3 separate regions of the Mus musculus genome follow, and all the other regions are linked to region 1. Evidence: chromatin contacts called from public capture Hi-C and promoter capture Hi-C data. All regions are on one chromosome and are shown on one strand. The core of a region is the stretch at or near the end of the contact, and the rest is flanking DNA. Distances in the headings are between cores, read along the strand shown. Region 1 holds the start of Nav2 (neuron navigator 2). Region 2 holds the start of Csrp3 (cysteine and glycine-rich protein 3). Region 3 has its middle 56 kb from the start of Gm2788.

The links. Promoter capture Hi-C pulls out the DNA fragments that hold promoters and counts their contacts. Capture Hi-C pulls out chosen DNA fragments and counts their contacts.
Region 2: a capture Hi-C map of macrophages shows a contact between it and region 1, with 2.8 times the contacts expected there. The contact joins the promoter of Csrp3 here to the promoter of Nav2 in region 1. A contact is called at or near these places in 5 of 39 promoter capture datasets (cranial neural crest, embryonic stem cells, frontonasal cranial neural crest and 2 more), 2 of 484 Hi-C or Micro-C datasets (the HL-1 cell line and cardiomyocytes), 4 of 115 datasets of contacts at active chromatin or transcription factors (cardiomyocytes, embryonic stem cells, forebrain and 1 more) and 2 of 9 other capture datasets (liver and macrophages).
Region 3: a promoter capture Hi-C map of pre-B cells shows a contact between it and region 1, with 4 times the contacts expected there. The contact joins the enhancer-like site here to the promoter of Nav2 in region 1. A contact is called at or near these places in 5 of 39 promoter capture datasets (cranial neural crest, frontonasal cranial neural crest, liver and 2 more), 1 of 484 Hi-C or Micro-C datasets (B cells), 2 of 115 datasets of contacts at active chromatin or transcription factors (SST interneurons and bone marrow-derived macrophages) and 1 of 9 other capture datasets (embryonic stem cells).

What each region holds. Positions count from the first base shown.
Region 1 is chr7:49,244,512-49,247,667 of GRCm38.p6, reverse strand. It overlaps Nav2 (neuron navigator 2), which reads right to left and starts at 1,479. Exons shown (of 39, transcript NM_175272.3): 1 at 470-1,479. The coding sequence starts at 727.
Region 2 is chr7:48,846,423-48,849,578 of GRCm38.p6, reverse strand. Csrp3 (cysteine and glycine-rich protein 3) reads left to right here and starts at 1,528. Exons shown (of 6, transcript NM_001198841.1): 1 at 1,528-1,581.
Region 3 is chr7:48,936,185-48,939,340 of GRCm38.p6, reverse strand. No RefSeq gene overlaps it. Among named protein-coding and RNA genes, the nearest start is that of Gm2788, 56 kb to the right of the region's middle. Within about 2 kb of position 1,585, at least 66 of the 459 cell types and tissues checked have an H3K27ac peak or open chromatin away from gene starts, as enhancers often do. A contact at or near this core is called in bone marrow-derived macrophages and pre-B cells, where this site is marked.

The DNA.
Region 1 (3,156 bases), core at 230-2,729:
TCCCTTGTCCTAGATCTCACAGCTGAGCCAGGTAGTACCCAACCCATCAAGGCACCAGGCCACTCCTTGGGGTTACAACCTGAGTATAGACACACATCACAACAGCAGATACCCATCCTCTTGGGGCCAAGCGCTCGGCACTGATGGCCCTTAACATTTCCAATGTCAGCATGCATTTTTTTGAAAGCACCCCTACACCTGCTCCAGCCCCATAGAAGCAGCTGGCTGCCAGCACGCCTTAGCTTTGCAGAGCTCCCCGGGAGAGCCTCTGGCACCCTGGCCAGCTAAACCCCTCCTGGCCACACCCACTGACCAATGTATCCTTCCAATCTGGCAGCATAAGGGGTATGCTTCCTCTCTCCAATCACATTATGGTAGCCTCTCCTCAAGGCAACCGTCCTCCTCCCTCATGAAGGATCATCCATCACTCCCACCCTGTAATAGTGCCCCAGCACATAGCACTGCTCACCTGGGTATCGAACCCGTTCTCCAGAGAGCTGCTCTTCAGCAACGGGAGCCCCTCCCCCGTCGGCTCCTGCAGCCCCTGCGATTTCAGGGGGATTTGGCTAGTGTAGGCCGTCTTGCTCACCTCCACCTTGCTTCCCAACTTAAGATAGCAGGGCTGAGGACCAGTCCGGGCCGGGGGCACGTGCAGGATGGGCGCGGCGCTGTGCACGGGTTTGGGCAGTCCCGATTTCATTTTGGAGGCTACCAGGATGGCCGGCATCTTCTCCCGGGGCTTTGGCTTTCCCAGCACGTCCCTGGCAGCGGCGGCGGAGGCGACCGCTAAAGGCAGCGCGGGCAGCCGAGTAGGCGCCGGGCCTCGGCCCGCGAGGCGCCCACCAACAGTGGAAGAAAAAAAAAAAAAAACCCAAAAAACAGAATCCCCGGGTCGGGGAACTGGGGAAATCCTGCGAGTGCGCCTGCCGGGTGGCGGGCTAGTCACTGCCCTCAGCAGGTCCCACCTGCGCGGATGTCGCAGCGGGAGGCCTGTTCAGAAGCTCTGGGTTCTCGGGGACCGCTGCCTCTGGCAATTCTTCTCCTGGGAAACCGAGGCGTGGACGCCCATATTAACTTGTCATTGCGTCTCCGAAGTGAGAAGGCTCCTTAGGAAGAGACACCGGCTACGGGGACGCACACGTCGCGCTCTGGAGCCTGCGGGTGTGAACCTTGGAGCAAAAGAGCAGAGGATGGGGAGACGGAGGACGCACGGAGCCCAAGACGTATCAACCGCGAAGCGGCTGTCACCCAGCAAACGCGCCACAGGGTCACCCGCGCCTAGGCAGACTCTGGGCGATCTCCGCAGACAGGTCTGTCTGGGCGTGACAGCCGATCACCGATGCTCACAAGCCCCTCGAACACCAAGCACCTGAGCTTCTGCGGCTCTGGCCATGCTCCGTGCGCTCCAGCGCAGCACGGCGGTGGTGACAGAGCGCGGGCACCAGGACGCGCAGCTGGCCAGGCTGGCAGCGCTGCGCTAAGCTGAGCTCGGGGGAAGGCAGCGCGGGCTGCAGGGCTGGACGCAGGGGAGGACCGGCTGCGGCGCGCGCTGACAGCCCGGGCCGTTCCCGCGCGCCTATTGGTTAGCCGCGGACCAATCCGCGGTCGCGACTCGCACTGCAAGGGGGCGTGGCCTCAACTCCGCGGGGCCGCCGCCGAAACTCTGGGGCCGCGCTTGGCCGCAAGTACAAAGCGAGCTGGTGGCCGCTCTGCGGCACGGCCCCGGCGCGCGCCTCCCCGCGGGCCGCCACCCCTGCGTCCCCGGAGCCGCCTTTGAAAACGCCGTTGGGTTGTAGATTCCCGCCTCCTTCCACCCCCAGGCATGTGTTGGGGAAATCAGTTTCTCTTTTTCAAATCGCTCGGGTCATCTCAACGGTTTGCGGGTTCCGGAGGCACGCCCCAACCTCTCTGCACCTCCATTGGGAATGACTGGGCGGGTCTCCTTGTCCCCCGCCTGAAGGACACTCCAGCCATTTCTTCTTTCCGGGTGGGCTCAGGGGCGTCCCAACAGCTTCCTCTGCGACATTCAAAGGTTGCACGTTGCACTTAAGTATTTGAAATATTTATAGGCTGATACAATGGCCGGGGAAGCTTCGCGCCCCAAGACAGCTCCTCCTTGCCACCTACCACAGACTGTAATTAGAGTGGCTTGGTGACCCGGGCAGGCTGAGGCTAAACCTGCCCTGGTTTCATGGTTTCATGAAGGCCTTCCTTTCTCTCTCTGACTCAGGGTCTGAGGACTGAAGGGAAAATAGAAAGTGCAGACAGGGTGCATGGGGCTGATCTTCAAGGACACCCACCTTAGAGATCAGTTTGGATTTGAATTGGGAAGTTCCTCCATCTTTATAGACCTAACACTGTGTCTCATGCAAGTCAAGTGGAGGTTTGAGTACTTTTCCCTAAAAGCACTGCCCAGCTAAATGAGATAGTGTCTGGCAGTGTAGGGGACCAGAAAAAAAAAATCTGTCTTTATTATTAATGAACCCACCGGAGTATGTCCCACTGTCATCTCTTTAAGCCACTTTTCTGTGTCTAGGACAGATGTTGTCACTTTCTTCCTATCCTATAGCCTGAAGTTGTAACATCCATAGGGTTGAATTTCACTCATCCTAATGATATGGGCTATATCATTCTCAAACTTACCTGGCAAAACTCTAATGTGGCCAGGAATGGGGGTGTAAGCTTGTAATTTCTGCTACTTTAGAGGCTGAGGCAGGAGGATCCCAGGTTGAGGTCAATTTAATGATCCTCTTTGTTCAAATAAAATGTAAAAAGGAGCTGGAGATGTAGCTCAGTGGTGGGCAGTTTGCTCGCTCCGCATCTGCCAGAATCTGTCTGATTCCAGTGTAAATAAATACTGTAAATAAATACCCAATCCTCGACTGGTTTTAGGCAGTGGAACCTCTGGGAGGTTGTAAGTACGTGACCGAGAGGTCCTCATGATGGGCCCAGTGCCATGTTAGAGGAGACACGATGAAGATGGATAACTTCTGATAGTGCAATGGCAGCCTTTCTGAATCCACAGAAACCACAGCCCTTGACAAGAATCTGACCATGGCTGCAGCCTGATCTCAGATCTCCAGCCTCTAGGCCTAGGAGAAAGAGGCATTTGTTGTTAAAGCGGCCCTGTCAACAGCATTTTGTGTTAGTAGCTTA
Region 2 (3,156 bases), core at 279-2,778, 400 kb after region 1:
AGATGTAAGCATGATAATCGCCCAAGTGCAGATTGAATTTGGTCCCTAAAAAAATACACATTTACATCCTTCCGACCTCAGTATCTCAGGATGTTGTGCTGTATTTGGAAACAGGAGCTTCAGAGAAAGAACTGGGTCATAGGAGTAGGCTCTTATCCAATATAACTGGTATCCTTATAAGAAAGCATGCGACTGACCACATATACACAGAAGGAAGATCACAGAAAGACATAAAAGAGAAGACTTGCCTACATGCCTGTGGTTTCAGAGAAGCCTGTCCTGGGAAACTTAGATTTGTCACAGCTGAGACCCTTTTGGCTATGTAAGAATTTGGTAAAGTCCATATAGAATAGACTCTCTTAATGAATTGACCCAGGACATTCTAATGCTCAGATTTTAAAATGTAACATTAAAAAGTTACATTTTTAATCTTGTTTTATTGACTTTATGTGTTGATGTCCCATTCAACATTAATTATGTTAAAAAATATTGGTGTCAAAAGCACACAAAATTTTGATGGGTTTTGTTTTATTTCAAAGTTTTTGATATGTTTGTTTGTTTTTTTTTGAGGCAGAGGCTGGCTTCGAACATGTTATATGGCTGAGAATGGTAACTTCTGATCATCTAGCTTTCACCTCAAGGACTGAACTATAACTCACTCTCTCTCTCTCTCTCTCTCTCTCTCTCTCTCTCTCTCTCTCTCTCTCTCTCTCTTTCTCTCAACTTTAAACACTGCCATCCTACAAGAATCCTTAAGATCCCCCGACCTTGCAGGGCAGTCATCTCTGCTTTATATCTCAGACGAATAAGCTATGCTGTTCCCCATGATAACACAGATGGAGCAGATTTCTTATAAAGCAATGCTATGCCCATCTTTGTGAAATTACCACAAGCCCTGGTCTAAACCATGAAATATTCCATTAATCAATATAGTGACTCAAAACTTGAGAGAAAACATTTCTTCATTAGATACACAGGCCTTTGATGATTAGCTGATGTCAGTCCCACCTCCCCACACGCCCTCCTTGAAGAGATTAGTTAAGTGTGCGCCAGGCCCCCATCACTCTTATTTTTAGCTCTGAGTTCTCACAGTGCAATGACCTGGGTCTTGGAATTCCAAAGGGCTCCCAGGCATGGCTCATGATCCATTTGCAGGTAGCCTGCACTGATTTCCAGAACAGGCAGGGCATGGGGGTGGGGGTGTGTGGAAGGGAGTGTTGCAAAAATGATTTTAAATATAAAACCCTTTGTACAAGTCGAAGTCTTCAGTCAGAAGCTGTACACTTCACAAATGCATCCCTTGGTGCCTTAGGCAAATGGCAATTAAAATAGAACCCAACTGATATTGTTCTCCGGGAGGCTCCCGGCTGGCATGGGGGGTGGGGTGGGGAACACAACTAAGGGCTTTGGTCACGGGCTATTTTTGGCAATTGTGTTACTCGTGTCTTATTCACCCCCTCTCCTCAGCCTCCCCACTGCCCTTCCCTCAGCGAGCCAAGACTGGTGACAGCCTCTATATATTTAAAGAGGACAAGAGTCCCCTTACTCAGTTGAGCCGGCAGAGACCACACAGGCAGGCAGGTAAGTAGACCACAACAGGCATTTGGGCGGGCTGGCTGACTGACTGGGTGACTGGATGGGACTTTACGGAGTCCTATACAGTGGAGGCATATTTTACAACCAAGTCTCAGCACCCACCCTGGCTACAGATGAGGAGGATCAAGTTTATATACTTGACCCATATACAGCTCTAGCATTAGTTTTGAACTTCCTAAAAGTATGATTGATATTGGGTGGCAGGACTTGGGGAGCATGTGTGAAGGTCTGCATTTGATTTCCTGGCACCCTAAAAACAAAGCAAAACAAAACAAAAAGTTGGGAGCAATGGGCATGGGATTAATCTGGGTCTAAAGTCATTGTCATAGTGGAATGGTCCCATCTTCTGAGGCAGATGACAGGAAAGCAGAGTAAGATGAAGTTCAGATGTACACCGCAGCCTCAGATCGGCCACAGAAGACACAAATGAGTAGCTCTAAGGAGGGGTCTTGCTCACTTTTCCTTCAAGGGTTTGATAGGAAAGTAGTGACATTATTTAAACTCCACATTGCTATATGGTTATGAGACAACTGTATAGTATATCAGATCTGTCAGATATCCGATAGCACAGAAGAGCACCTTTCCCACCTCAGTTCATGAAACGCTGCTGCTCACAAGGTGTGGGTGGATGAATGAGATCCCAGATTGGTTGTTTTAAAATAAACACACACCAAAGATGTTCAGCCACAGGCATGCTTTTAGCTGTCTAAAATTAATCAAAACTGGTCCTTAGAAAAGACATCATGATGCTGAAACCTCATTACAACCTCTTATTAAATGGGAAGATGAATTCCTTGCCCGTGATGAGAGGTGACTCCCAGTATTCTCTCCAGGTCTCAATCAAGGGTTTCTTTTCAATATCCAGTCAATGAGAACAAGACATGGTTTTAAGCAATGGCCTGGATGCTGTGCAGATCAAAGCTGCCACCTCTGACGTCTGTTCTGGCCCTTAGCCATGGTGGTGACCCCTCCATGGGGGAGCTGGGTAACCATTGGAGGGCGCTCGTCTAATTGTGGTGTGGTGCAACGCCAGTTAATAAGCAGTATGGACTGCCTCCTAGCTCAGGGCTAGAGCAGAGGGAGGCACAAGCCGCGAAGTAGAGTAGGGGAATGGGGGTAGTCTGCATACTCAGTTTCCTTTGAGGGCTGAGCATTAAGGGAAACAAGGTAAGAGGAGCATGCTATGCTGGCTTTTACAAAACAAAGACCAGGGCTATCTCATAGGAAGCAAGGCGATGGCCATCTGCATGAAATGACCACAGCCCTCTCCATTACAAAATGCTCCATCGTTCAACCAGTTCATTGCAGTGTGTGTAAAACTGTTTTATGTCCCAGAAAATGTGGAGAGTTTCCTGATTTGGCTTTGATTTATTTCTGAATAACCCTCTCCTTGGTGTTCAGTGTGAGGAGCTCCCACGGTTAAGAGGAGGTATAGCTGAGCCAGGGCTTAGTGTCTGCCTGGACATACAAAATATCTGTCAGAGGCAAGGGAGCTCAGCAGAGAGGCAGCCTGGGGGCAGAGGAGCAAGTGGCACCATGCAGCAGACAAACCAGAAGGAC
Region 3 (3,156 bases), core at 336-2,835, 310 kb after region 1:
TGGATGGATGGACGAATGGATGGATGGATGGATGGATGGATGGATGGACAGATGGGAGATGAATGCGCTTCCAAGTGAACGCAGCAGTTAAAACATACCTTTGGTTTTGGGGGCTGGGGTCATGAGTGGAACTTGCGTATTTAGCTCTTTGGAACACAGTTGTTTCCTCCCCAAATTTCAAAGATAAGACTGCTACAGTCACATTGCAATGTTCAGTGGTCAGATCTTGTTCATACCTGTCAGTCCCTTTCTTTTGTTTAGAATTAGAAAAAAAAAAAGTTGTATTTCAAATACCTGCCCCCCCAAAAATTAAAAATGGCACCTGGTGTGGTGGAACATGCCTTTAATCCCAGCAGATCTCCATGAGTTCGAGGCCAGCCTAATCTACATAGTGAATTCTCTGGCAGTCAGAACAAATGGTGAGACCCTGTCTCAAAAGAAAAAAAAAAAGAAGAGAAGAGAAGAGGAGAGGAGAGGAGAGGAGAGGAGAGGAGAGGAGAGGAGAGGAGAGGAGAGAAGAGAAGAGAAGAGAAGAGAAGAGAAGAGAAGAGAAGAGAAGAGAAGAGAAGAGAAGAGAAGAGAATACAGAGGATGGTTTAAGCTTTGTTGAATTGAATTTAGAAGATGCTAAAGAGGTTTTAAACATGGTAGAAGAGACAGACTCTGACTGCACCTACATATCTGGGTGACACCTCTGTGGCTCCCAATAGGCAGAAAAGGAAGTCAGGAGGAAGATTCCATGGGTATTTTTTTACTCAGGATTTTACAAGCATCAAGGATCAATTGCAACATGTGAATTTTCAGTAGCATCTTCAAAAAGGAAAAGAGTTCACATTTTAATTTAGAATGCTTGTGTCCTGTTATGATGTAAACGGTTTTTGTTCATTTGTTTTAACCCTTGGTCCCCAGCTGGGGGCGCTGTTTAGGAAGGTTGTGGAACCTCTGGAGACTTAACAGATGGAAGTGGGTCACTGGGCCAGTCCTGAGGCTTAATAGCCCTGCCCCGTTTCCTGTCTGCTCTCTGCTTTGGGAGTATAGTTACCATGTAAGCGGCTGACTAATATTTCCACCTTCATGCTTTCTCCACCAAACTCTCAAGCAAAGTTAAGTCTTTCTTACATCAGTCTCAACATGAAAAGTAATTATTTTTTGCATGAGAACAGATGACATTGCAGAATATCCTTGAGATAGAAAACATAAAAGAGTAGGTTGAATTATATAGGTCTGTACTTACAGGGGGCCAAAGGGGAGCGCAGTCAGGACATGACTTCATGATCTATTCTGCACCTCGTAATACTCAGAGACCCTTGAGAGAGTCTACACTTACTTCTCTACCTCAAGAGAGCTTGCTCTTCTCAAGATTTAGATTTCATCAGGAAAGAAAGCGGAAAAGGACCACTTCAGAACACAAGCCACATGCTACCTGCAGCTGTTTCGATGCCTCCCCTTCTGTAGATCTAGCCTTGCCCAAGTGCTAATCCGGGTGTGTGAGATGCTCATGCGCCCGCCTCTGATCAGACAGCAGCACACGAGTCCCCAGCTGCATGAGAATGGTTCACACTCCAGCCGAGGAACCCACCATCTCTAACCACAACAGAACGGAAGCAAGACTGGCAGTGCGCATGCGTGCCTTACCCACAGCCCACATCAGCCCCTGGGAAGGCTTTGTGGGTTTTGTCCTCCACAGGCTTCAGGATGGTGAGCTTCCTCTTGGTGGCATGTCTGGTGCTAATTTCTACTTAGCTGGCTGAAAAAGTTCCTTATGACGTTACTTTCTGCAGGTGGTCTCCATCTTTGCTCCTCTAAGTGCATAAGTCTTCCTTTTCATATTCTAGGGTTGGTGTTGCAGGTATAGTTGATGTCTAAGAAAGCCTCTTTCTCTCTCTGTGACTGGCTTATTTTCCTTGTTAAAGATGGTGCTGGATTTTTCTACTATATATATATATATATATATATATATATATATATATATATATATATATATATATATACATATACATACACACACATATATATACATATATATGTTTTAATATTAAAATCCCATATAATATATAAAATTGAGACTTCATATTCACATATATATTAAAGGTTGTCTAATATTTCTCCTAATACATATACACACGCTCACACATACACACACACACACACACACACACACACACACACACACACACATATATATATATATATATATAACAAGTAGAAAAGTAGTAAGATTTCCTCTTACTGGATTGTTCTCACTGCATTACAGCACCCTCACTCTCCACCTCCTATTCCTAATGCTACCTGAATTTTATGGGTACCACCATACATAACCCTTGGAGAGTGGACCACATGTGCTGACTGACAGCTTGAGGAGTGAGGAGGGAGATCATAGAGAGATGCTCTGCTTTCTGGCCAGGACACCTGGGTGTGTTTTTCACCAGACTGTGAACCTTTTAAGAACAAAGGTTGAATCTGTAACCCTTTCTAGATTCAGACAGGGTATGTTTTCCAAGGCTTTCTAAGCACCCCGGCTGTGATTCAAATGTGGTGCTGCTCAGCAAGTCCACAGCTGCTCACTCCCATACCCAACCTCACCCATCCTCCACGTGGCTCTGCCCTTGTCCTGTGTCTCTCTAGACCCCACTTTCACATTGCAACTTTTTTTTTTTGCCATAGATTGTAAGAAATGTGTGTACAACAAGTATCTGAACAAAGTGACCCTTCAACTTAATTGTGAGGTTGCGGCAGAAATCAAGTCCTATTCAAGTTCATGTCACTGGGCCCTACTTCAGCATGTCATGTGACACAAAGCAGCAAACACTACACAATTGGGCTGAATAATATAGAGAGAGGATTGCCCCCAGATCGGAGCACTTCCATATTATTATAAGTGTTGAGGCTTGAGTACCATGGAGTCAGGAAGAATAAGGATAGAAAATGTATTATCAAGTTCCTAAGACGTGCCAGGCACTGTACCAGGTGTTATCTCAGCATCAAAGGGTGCGGCTTCTCTAGTGATAAGTAATACTTTACGTATGAAGTTGTACCTTGCAGTACTGAGGTGAACACTGAAGTTTACAAAAAAATAAAAAGAGGTGGACTGGCTGGTTCCACACTGCAGAGCTTGTAAGTGGCAGAGCTAGATTTGAACCCAGGCACTTTGAGCCT